Regions from separate parts of the Mus musculus genome. Here all the other regions are linked to region 3. The links are chromatin contacts, called in public HiChIP or PLAC-seq maps. All regions are on one chromosome and are shown on one strand. Each heading gives the region's core, a stretch centred on a gene start, on an enhancer-like site or on the middle of the called end of the contact. The rest is flanking DNA. Distances are from core to core; before and after follow the strand shown. Region 1 has its middle 35 kb from the start of Hdac4. Region 2 has its middle 17 kb from the start of Gm28380. Region 3 overlaps Hdac4 (histone deacetylase 4).

Evidence for each region. HiChIP or PLAC-seq counts read pairs in DNA pulled down with a chosen protein or histone mark.
Region 1: an H3K4me3 HiChIP or PLAC-seq map of bone marrow-derived macrophages shows a contact between it and region 3, with 3 times the contacts expected there. The contact joins two enhancer-like sites. A contact is called at or near these places in 2 of 15 datasets of contacts at CTCF or cohesin (large pre-B cells and pro-B cells), 3 of 484 Hi-C or Micro-C datasets (CD4 T cells and the G1E-ER4 cell line), 6 of 115 datasets of contacts at active chromatin or transcription factors (bone marrow-derived macrophages, cardiomyocytes, embryonic stem cells and 2 more) and 1 of 9 other capture datasets (embryonic stem cells).
Region 2: a contact with region 3 is called in a FOXA1 HiChIP or PLAC-seq map of pancreatic cancer cells. The contact joins two enhancer-like sites. A contact is called at or near these places in 1 of 115 datasets of contacts at active chromatin or transcription factors (pancreatic cancer cells) and 1 of 9 other capture datasets (embryonic tail).

Annotation. Positions count from the first base shown.
Region 1 is chr1:92,214,097-92,216,796 of GRCm38.p6, forward strand. No RefSeq gene overlaps it. Among named protein-coding and RNA genes, the nearest start is that of Hdac4, 35 kb to the left of the region's middle. Within about 2 kb of position 1,410, at least 138 of the 459 cell types and tissues checked have an H3K27ac peak or open chromatin away from gene starts, as enhancers often do. A contact at or near this core is called in bone marrow-derived macrophages and pancreatic cancer cells, where this site is marked.
Region 2 is chr1:91,626,867-91,629,566 of GRCm38.p6, forward strand. No RefSeq gene overlaps it. Among named protein-coding and RNA genes, the nearest start is that of Gm28380, 17 kb to the left of the region's middle. Within about 2 kb of position 1,430, at least 4 of the 459 cell types and tissues checked have an H3K27ac peak or open chromatin away from gene starts, as enhancers often do. A contact at or near this core is called in pancreatic cancer cells, where this site is marked.
Region 3 is chr1:91,955,126-91,957,825 of GRCm38.p6, forward strand. Hdac4 (histone deacetylase 4) reads right to left here. Exons shown (of 27, transcript NM_207225.2): 21 at 917-1,036; 22 at 165-262. Among named protein-coding and RNA genes, the nearest start is that of Gm46242, 77 kb to the left of the region's middle. Within about 2 kb of position 1,261, at least 48 of the 459 cell types and tissues checked have an H3K27ac peak or open chromatin away from gene starts, as enhancers often do. A contact at or near this core is called in bone marrow-derived macrophages and pancreatic cancer cells, where this site is marked.

The sequences.
Region 1 (2,700 bases), core at 160-2,659, 260 kb after region 3:
GTCATCATAGTGGGGAGCATGGCAGCACGCAGGCAGACATTGTTCTGGAGAATTAGCTGGGATTTCTACATCCTTGTCCATTCAGATCCATAGGCAGCAGGAAGAGAGAGATTCTGGGCTTGCAATGGGGTTTTAAAGCCCCCCACCCCACCCCCTGTGACACACTTCCTGCACCAAGGCCACGCCTCCAAGTCCTTTCAAATCATGCTACTCCATTTGAATGCTGGTGACCAAGCATTCAAGTCTATGACCCTATGGGGAACACTCTTATTCAAACCACAACAGCCAGGTTGCCTGCAGGACCTACCTCAGTTCCTGGCACACAGTGGCTACCTAAGGAATGTCTCTTCCCTTCTATGGGTGAGGTGATCCGGCAGTTGGACTGCCTAAGAGTCCTGTGGTGGCTGGTGGCTATGGTTGAGCTGGAGACAGGTCCAGCTACCTGCCTGAGATCCAACATGGCTTCAGGGTTAATGTTGTGGAGAGGACACCAGGCAGTGGGCATGCTGGGAAGAAGTGAGGCTCCAAAGTTCCAGGGATCCGGGAATTGTGATCTGGGTCTTATAGGTCTGGTAAATGTTTAGCATATGGCTGGAGTGTAGAACCTGGCCTTTCTTTGATGTAAACATTTACACTGTAGCTGATACCTGGAAGAAATGGGAGCATGAAGTCCAGCTTTGGGGAGCCGAGGTGACTCTAGGATATCACTGGAGAAACAGCTGACCCCAAGTACAGGTTCTGGGGTCAATTCCACTGAGACCTTATGACTGTTACTTAATGTCTGTCACCCACACGTCCTGAGGAAGATCAAGCCCTTGAACTTTAGAGCTGGAAGGCTTGGTCCCCTTCTGGTTACTGCATTTCTGGGCTTTCTGTTCAGACATTGGAAGTTGTAAAAGTAGCACACAGAGAGCAGCTGTCCATCTCAAATTAGGTGGAAGGACCACCTGGTCAGCAAGGGAGCAGAGCCAAGCCCCAGGTGGTGACCTAGGTAGACAGGATGCAAAGGATGAGGAGAAAGGCAAGGCCTTCTGGCAAGGCTGAAACCTCTGCCCAATTCTGCTCAGGCTGGGTCAGAGGGCACCGCTTTGGCCTTCTGGTCTACCAACAGGAGTCAAGGCTGACAGCGTCTGACTGTGAACACAGAGGAAATCCTGAAAAGCCAGAGAAATTCATGGTGTTCTTGTAAGAAGCAGCCTGAGACCCCTCCCACTGCCACGGCCTCCCTTGTGCTGTAATAGCAAGGAGACACACTTCGGACCCCGATTTCTGGGCCTGGAACCTCATGTTTTCCTCTCTGGAGAACCCCTCATTTCCCGGAAAAGTACTAGTGCTTTGTGACAGGCCGGCCTCTGGCCTTGTGAAATTCAGTCCTAATCCCTTGGTTAATAAAGTGACTCATGTCTGGGCTTGCCAGCTCTTTGTTCCAGGAGATAATAATAACTTGTGCTGAGTGACCCCTTGCGCACAAGGAGTCATGTCTGATTAGCCAGTGCTTTGTCTTTCATGACTGCACACACTTTCCTAGCCCTCTGAGCAGGGAGAGTCCAGGGGCTACCATGGCCCGACCTTGTAGGTACCTGTATGGGCTCTGTACATTTTCCAGGGTGCCTAACAGGTTGTGAACCACTCTCACTTCCCAGAGAAGTACCTACACTTGGCCTATTGTCCTGTGGCAAACATCTTCTGCCCTTGCGAGCTGGGCTGCTTTTGGGATCTCACCCAGCTGAGAACATGCAGCAGAGAGGAGCAATTAGTTTGTATTCCCACAAACATTTTTCACGGATTCAAGTCTCTCTCAGAGAGAATGAACCAGAGGGTAAACGGAACCATAGATTAAAGGGCTGATGTCGGGCAATTCTTTGAACTATTTTCTTGGGTTTGAGCCATCATTATTTGTAACATTCTATGAAAAGCCAGAAAATAATTGTTTTCTCCCCTGACTGATTTTGTTCTTTTCCTCTTAGCAAATATTGATTCTCTCCCCCTCCCCCCACCCCCTTCAGACTTGGTGCTGAATGAAGCTGAAATTAACAGGGCTGCTTTTGTTTAATACAATGAACAAAAACTTGTGTTGGAGGGGTCTTGTCCTGCCAAAACATCTGCGCATGGCCCAGATGGCAACTGGGCTCTGGAAATAGGGCCTGTGCGCCTAACTCCTGCCGAGTCAGCGCAGGGGAATGAGCGCGCTGCATTTTAATAGGTCCTACAAAAATAGTAACTTTCGAAAACTTCTTGGCAACAGAAGTCTTTTTTTTTTCTTTTCTTTTTTTCATTTTTTTTTAAAGAATGTGCAGAGATGTGGGACTTCCCTATTAGAGACTAAATAGAGGAAAGTGTGGTTTCAAGCTGGAGATCTGCTCCCAAGAGCTACAAGGACACGTCTGTAGCACAGACTGACTGGTGCAAGTCACAGGATAGTGGGAGATGATGGAGTTCCCCCAGTGCTGGTGACATCGCTGTCCCAGGCGCCAGGATTGTTTTCCTCTCTCTGAAAAGTTGTGAAAAAAAAAAGGATGTTCACCGGGAAGCTTTGTTTTTGTTGTTTTTGTTTTGAGGCATAGACCCAGGCTGACCTCAAAGCCATTGCATAGCCGGGGGTGATCTTGAACTCCTGGCCTTCCTGCCTATATTCCCAAGCACTGAGATCACAGGCATGCACCACCACGCACAGTTTCTGGTGCTTCGGATTAGATGTAG
Region 2 (2,700 bases), core at 180-2,679, 330 kb before region 3:
AAAGGATAACAAGTCTTTTGTTTCAGCTTTAATTCTGATAGGTACAGGTGCAGCCAAGTCCCTATAGTTTAATCAGGTGAAACAACCAGCAGGAGGCAGAGAGGATGTGTTATACCAAGTGTTTCTTTTATATGTTGCAAAACCCCAAGACATCAAATCTACCCCATGCCTATTTTTAAGTACATGGCCCAGAGATGTTAGGTTTCCATCCCCCAAGGAGCATCCACCTCCCCTAACCCTCCATCGACAGAGTTCTTTGTCCCAACATTTGGAGGCTTTGAACTTGTTGGGCAATGCCCCCTTCCTGCCTTACCCTCCCCAGCTACCCTTTGGCGATCTTTGTGGATTGACTTGCACTGCAGACCCAGCTTGAGGGGCATCTTGCAGCGATCGCCTGTGTGGATGGCTTCATTGAGCACAACGCCCTCTAGATCCTGTTAGAGGTTGTCACCATGTCCTCCTTTTCAAGGTTGAGTGACTGTCCACAATGCATGCCTACTACACAGTGTATCCATTCACTGGACAGGTAGCTTATCCCTCATTCTGCTGTTGGTGATAACGCTGTTGAGCTGGGTGTGCCGGGCTCAAAGCCCTGTTCTGTTCTTTGGGTGAATGTCCAGATGCAGGGTTGCTGGAACACAGTGACACTCACTATATTTAACTCTGGGGACTGACCTGCTGTTCTCAGTAGCTACTCTGATGTTCATTCCTGGAGTAGCGCACACGCCTTTGTTATCTCCCCATCCTGGTCAACACTGGATGTTTTCTGTGTTTGGATAAGTAGCCCCCTAGTGTGCACAGTGGCATTTTTTTAAAATAAAAATAAACCATCAAGCAATACATCAGACCCCCACCCCCCAGAGCTCCCAGGGACTAAACCACCAATCAGAGAGTACACATTTATTAACCCATGGCTCCAGCTGCATATGTAGCAGAGGATGGCATTGTTGGGCATCAAGGCCCTTGGTCTTGTGAAGGCTCGATGACCCAGTGTAGGGGAATGCCAGGATGGGGAAGCAGGAGTGGGTGGATGGGTGGGGATCATCCTCATAGAAGTAGGGGAAGAGGGGAGGAGATAGGGGGTTTTCAGAGGTGAAACCAGGAAAGAGGATAACATTTGAAATGCAAATAAAGAAAATAATTTAAAAAAAGAAATGTCATACTGTGCACTGTTACTAGCAAGTGTCAGAATTTATTATTATTATTATGTGCATGTGAGAATTTTCCCTATATCTCTGTGTACCATGTGTGTACCCTGTGCCTGGGGGATCCCCAGTTTCCTGCAGTTTCAGATAGTTTTGAGCTGCCACGAGGGTGCGGGGAACCGAATTCAGGTCTTCTGGAAGACCAGCCAGTGCTCTTAACTGCTGAGTCCATGTGTTTCATACCACAGGCATGAGCTTGAAGTGCAGGCAGGCAGGCAGAGAGAAGGGGGAGATGGCACCTTCTCAAGGCAAGTAGACAATAACTGTGTTTTGATTTTGAGCCTGAGTTATATTACTCAAAGGACTTAATTTACGAGGGTTAAAGATTAAACAAAGTTCGGAAATTAAATAAAAATGTATGAGCCGATTTATTTGGTTTTCTTATCTTAAAGAATTTCCTTTTGCAAATGACGTTGTCAGGTGGTTTTACGAGGTGCGCTCTCTAATGTAGGGGTGGGAGGAGCGCTAACATGGCCAAGTTCAAGGCTCCAGCCACTCTGGTCCTCAGGCAGCACAGCTTGTTTTTAATACCCATGCTGACATGCGAAAAGACCCTGGCGAGACAAGGCCTCTCTGCACTGTGACTGTGACTCACAGTACTTCCCTGTGATGTGCCCCCCCCCCCCCCAAGAACAGTCTTTTTTTTTTTTTTTTACATATTTTATTTTTAATTAGCATACAAAGTGACAGGCTCACTCACAGCATTTTCACATGTATGCTAGGGTTTCCTCTGCCTGGTCCTCAGGGCTCCCTCTCTGCCTGTAGTCTCTTCCCCAGCTCTCTTCCCTGACCATTTTCTCATCACGCACGAAGAACAGCAATTGTTTAAGTTACTGAGAGTCTAATATAATCGCATCTTATCTTAATACCTTGATTTTTCACCCACACCCCCTCCCTCACCACCTTTTCCATCTTGCTTTATGACCAGAGGCTTGTAGGGACATCAAATTGTCTGTCAGTCTACTGTGGGCTCTGTCTTCCCCAGGTCAGCACCCAGTGACTTTATGAACCGTTGACTCCAGAACCAGGCGTTGCTTTGTTGGGACCGATGCTTGTGCGGTCGAAGAGTGTGGAGGAAGTGTTTCACGGTTGGGTGGTGTGATGGTTGATGGTGGTTGTCAGATTGACACAAGCTAGAATCATCGGGAATGAGAGTCTCAGTGAGGGATCCTGTAGATCAGATGAGCCTGCAGGCATCTCTCTCTGTGTGTGTGTGTGTGTGTGTGTGTGTGTGTGTGTGTGTGTATGTGTGACTGTCTTGATTGCCTTAAGGCAAAGGGTCAAGACCCCCCCCCCGGGGGGGGGGGATTGAACCACCCTTTCACAGGGCCGCCTAAGACCATTGGAAATATCAGATATTTACATTGTGATTCATAGCAGTAGCAGAATTACAGTTATGAAGTGGCAACGAAAATAATTTTATGGATGGGGGGTCACCACAACATGAGGAACTGTAATAAAGGAAGGCTGAAAATGCTGCTCTAGATGGCCGTGG
Region 3 (2,700 bases), core at 11-2,510:
TCTATCACCTCCCCATCTTACCACTGGGACTCAACAGGCTCTCAGAAAAGGGAACTCCTAAGAGAAGTGAGGCAGTACAACAATTAACTCCAGAGTCTCCAGATGACTTGGCTGCCCTGGACTCAGAAGAACCAGCCTCTGTGGTTGGACAGTGGGGTACTCACCTGAAGGCTGCCAAGTACTCAGCGTCTCCCATGGGGGGTTCGAGGCCACCCGTGAAAGCCATGTTGACATTGAAACCCACGCCTGGCCCTGTGCCCACCTGCGGCCACAAGGAGAGAAACTGTCACCAACTCAAGAGAATACCTGGCACAACCAACACTTGAACTAGGGTGGATTGGACTGGCGTGCCCACAGGGATAGCTACATGTCCCGTGCATATGTGTGTGAGCTCACCAGTGAAGCTGGCTACCAGTGCCAGGCACTGTCGTCAGCGGTACAGTTTTCACAGGGCTGCAGTTATCTACAGGCCCTGAACTAGGAGGAATCACTGAAAGACAAAAGTGACTCTACTGTGGGACCATCTTCAGGGGCAAGCTCTGTGTCCCTGGGCATGCTGCTTAAAGATGCCCCCTAACCACAGTGGCTGGGAGTATCATCACAAGGTAGAGAAGCAGGAGTCCTGGGGAGCAGCTCAGCAACCTCCCTTAGTGTGTGCTTTGCTCACTCTGAATGTAACCAGATTTGGTGTGCAGATTCCCACTAAACTAGAAAAAATTCTGGCCTAAATCATGCACAGGATAATCCAGGCTAGCATTTCTGGCAGGGCAACCTGAGCTGTAACAAGTGTGAAATACTACTTCTGTGGCAGATGCAGGGCCTGCACCTGCCTGGTTCTCTTGGTAGCTGTGGTATCTGGCTCCAAGATAGCTTGTTCTCCTCCAGATACTCACAAAGTTTCATACACTCCACATACCTCATCTGGTGCTCCACTTCCTGGGAAGAAGTTCCCATCGTCATAGCGGTGCAGGGACATGTAGAGAACATTGGGGTCATTGTAGAAGGCCTGCTGGGTCCCATTCCCATGATGTACATCCTAAGAGAACAAGAGAACTGGCTCAGGGAGGATCAGGCCTTGAGTTCGACCCTCCTACTAGGTGAATAGCCTGGAATCTCTGGTACACCTCATGGTCAGGTATTGTGGGTACATGCAGCATTACAGAAATGCTGAGGCAAGAGTCTGAGTAACTCTGAGCACATAGTGTAGTCCTGACTTCAGTGAAAGGGATAGATGGGGTTAGGCTTCTAGCTGAGCTGAGGCTGCTATGTCAACAAAGCCATCTGAGTAATCTCACATGCCTGCCTTATTTGTGGTAAGTGAGCCATTTCCTAAGGATAATCACTAATTGTGGGTTGGCTACTTACAGGCACGTCACAAAGGGCAGCTGTTCTCAAGCTGTGTGTCGCAACCCCTTTGGGGCTGCATATCAGAGTTCCTGCATATCAGATATTTACATTACGATTCATAACTAGCAAAATTACAATTATGAAAGAGTGGCGAAAATAATTTTATAATTGGGGGGTCACAACACAAGAACTGCATTAAAGTCTGCAGCATTAGGAAGATTGAGAACGACTGACATAGGATATGTGGCAGTTGACCCTAGGTGGTCATGAGTGACCCCCCACCCTGAAAAGAAAATGACCAGCTCTTTTCTTAAGACTTGATGCACATTTATCAAGAGGCAGCTTTGGTTTCTGCCAGGCCGGTGGCCACTGTTGTAGGTCATGGGACTTAGTTTCCAGGATGGGCAGGCTAGGTGGTTTTGGGCTGCATAGCGCTCTCTCTCTCTCTCTCTCTCTCTCTCCCTCTCTCTCTCTCTCTCTGTGTGTGTGTGAGAGAGAGAGAGACAGACAGACAGACAGGAAGAGAGACAGAGACAGAGAATGAGGAAAGCTTTTTCTACAGGGTCATTCATCTGTGCTCAGTGCACACTGTGGATGGATGCCCCAGCGCTCACAAACACAAGAGCCTTTCATGCCACGCACCAGGTTCCTGGTGGAAGGAGGAACCATTGGTAACACTGTACAGTAAGTGGATGAGTACTGTAAATGAATCATAGTAGTATCTATGTGTGTTACCATCATGCATTTTAAGACAAAGTGTGGCCCTGGGGAGCATGTCCTGCAGCCCTGGGAAGACGAGACTGTCTATGTGGGTCACCTGCTGACTTCCTTGTTCCCAGAACATAATTGTCACATCTATGTAGCCACCAACTGCATGGCACTTCTGTTTTTTGTTTGTTTGTTTGTTTGTTTTTGCCACTTCTCTGCTTGTTCCCTAAGGAAGGGCCAGGATGGAGGAGGGGACAGGTTCACTGGTGTAGAAAACTACAACCTTCCTGCCTTGCTCAGGCCCTGTTCCAGACCCAAGTTGACTTGTTCTTCTGGTTTATATTTTGTTGGTTCTTTTTGAAACTGAGAAGGGCTTGAAATCCAAATGCTGTCCCAACCTGATGTGGGCTTAGTATAAAGGATGTTATGAGACATCAGTACTAAAGAGTTTCTGTGTGCAGGTATATATTAGAACCACTGGTTTCTTACCGCTTTTCATGTAACATATAATTCTGTAGAACAGGGCTACCCAGCACGCATGTCCTGAAGACCACTTCTCTCAGCCAGGACCAGGGTGATCCAGCCTGGCAGAAGCCCAGATTGCCTCTTTTCCTGGTGTTTGGAGTTTATGACACGTAAGCACTG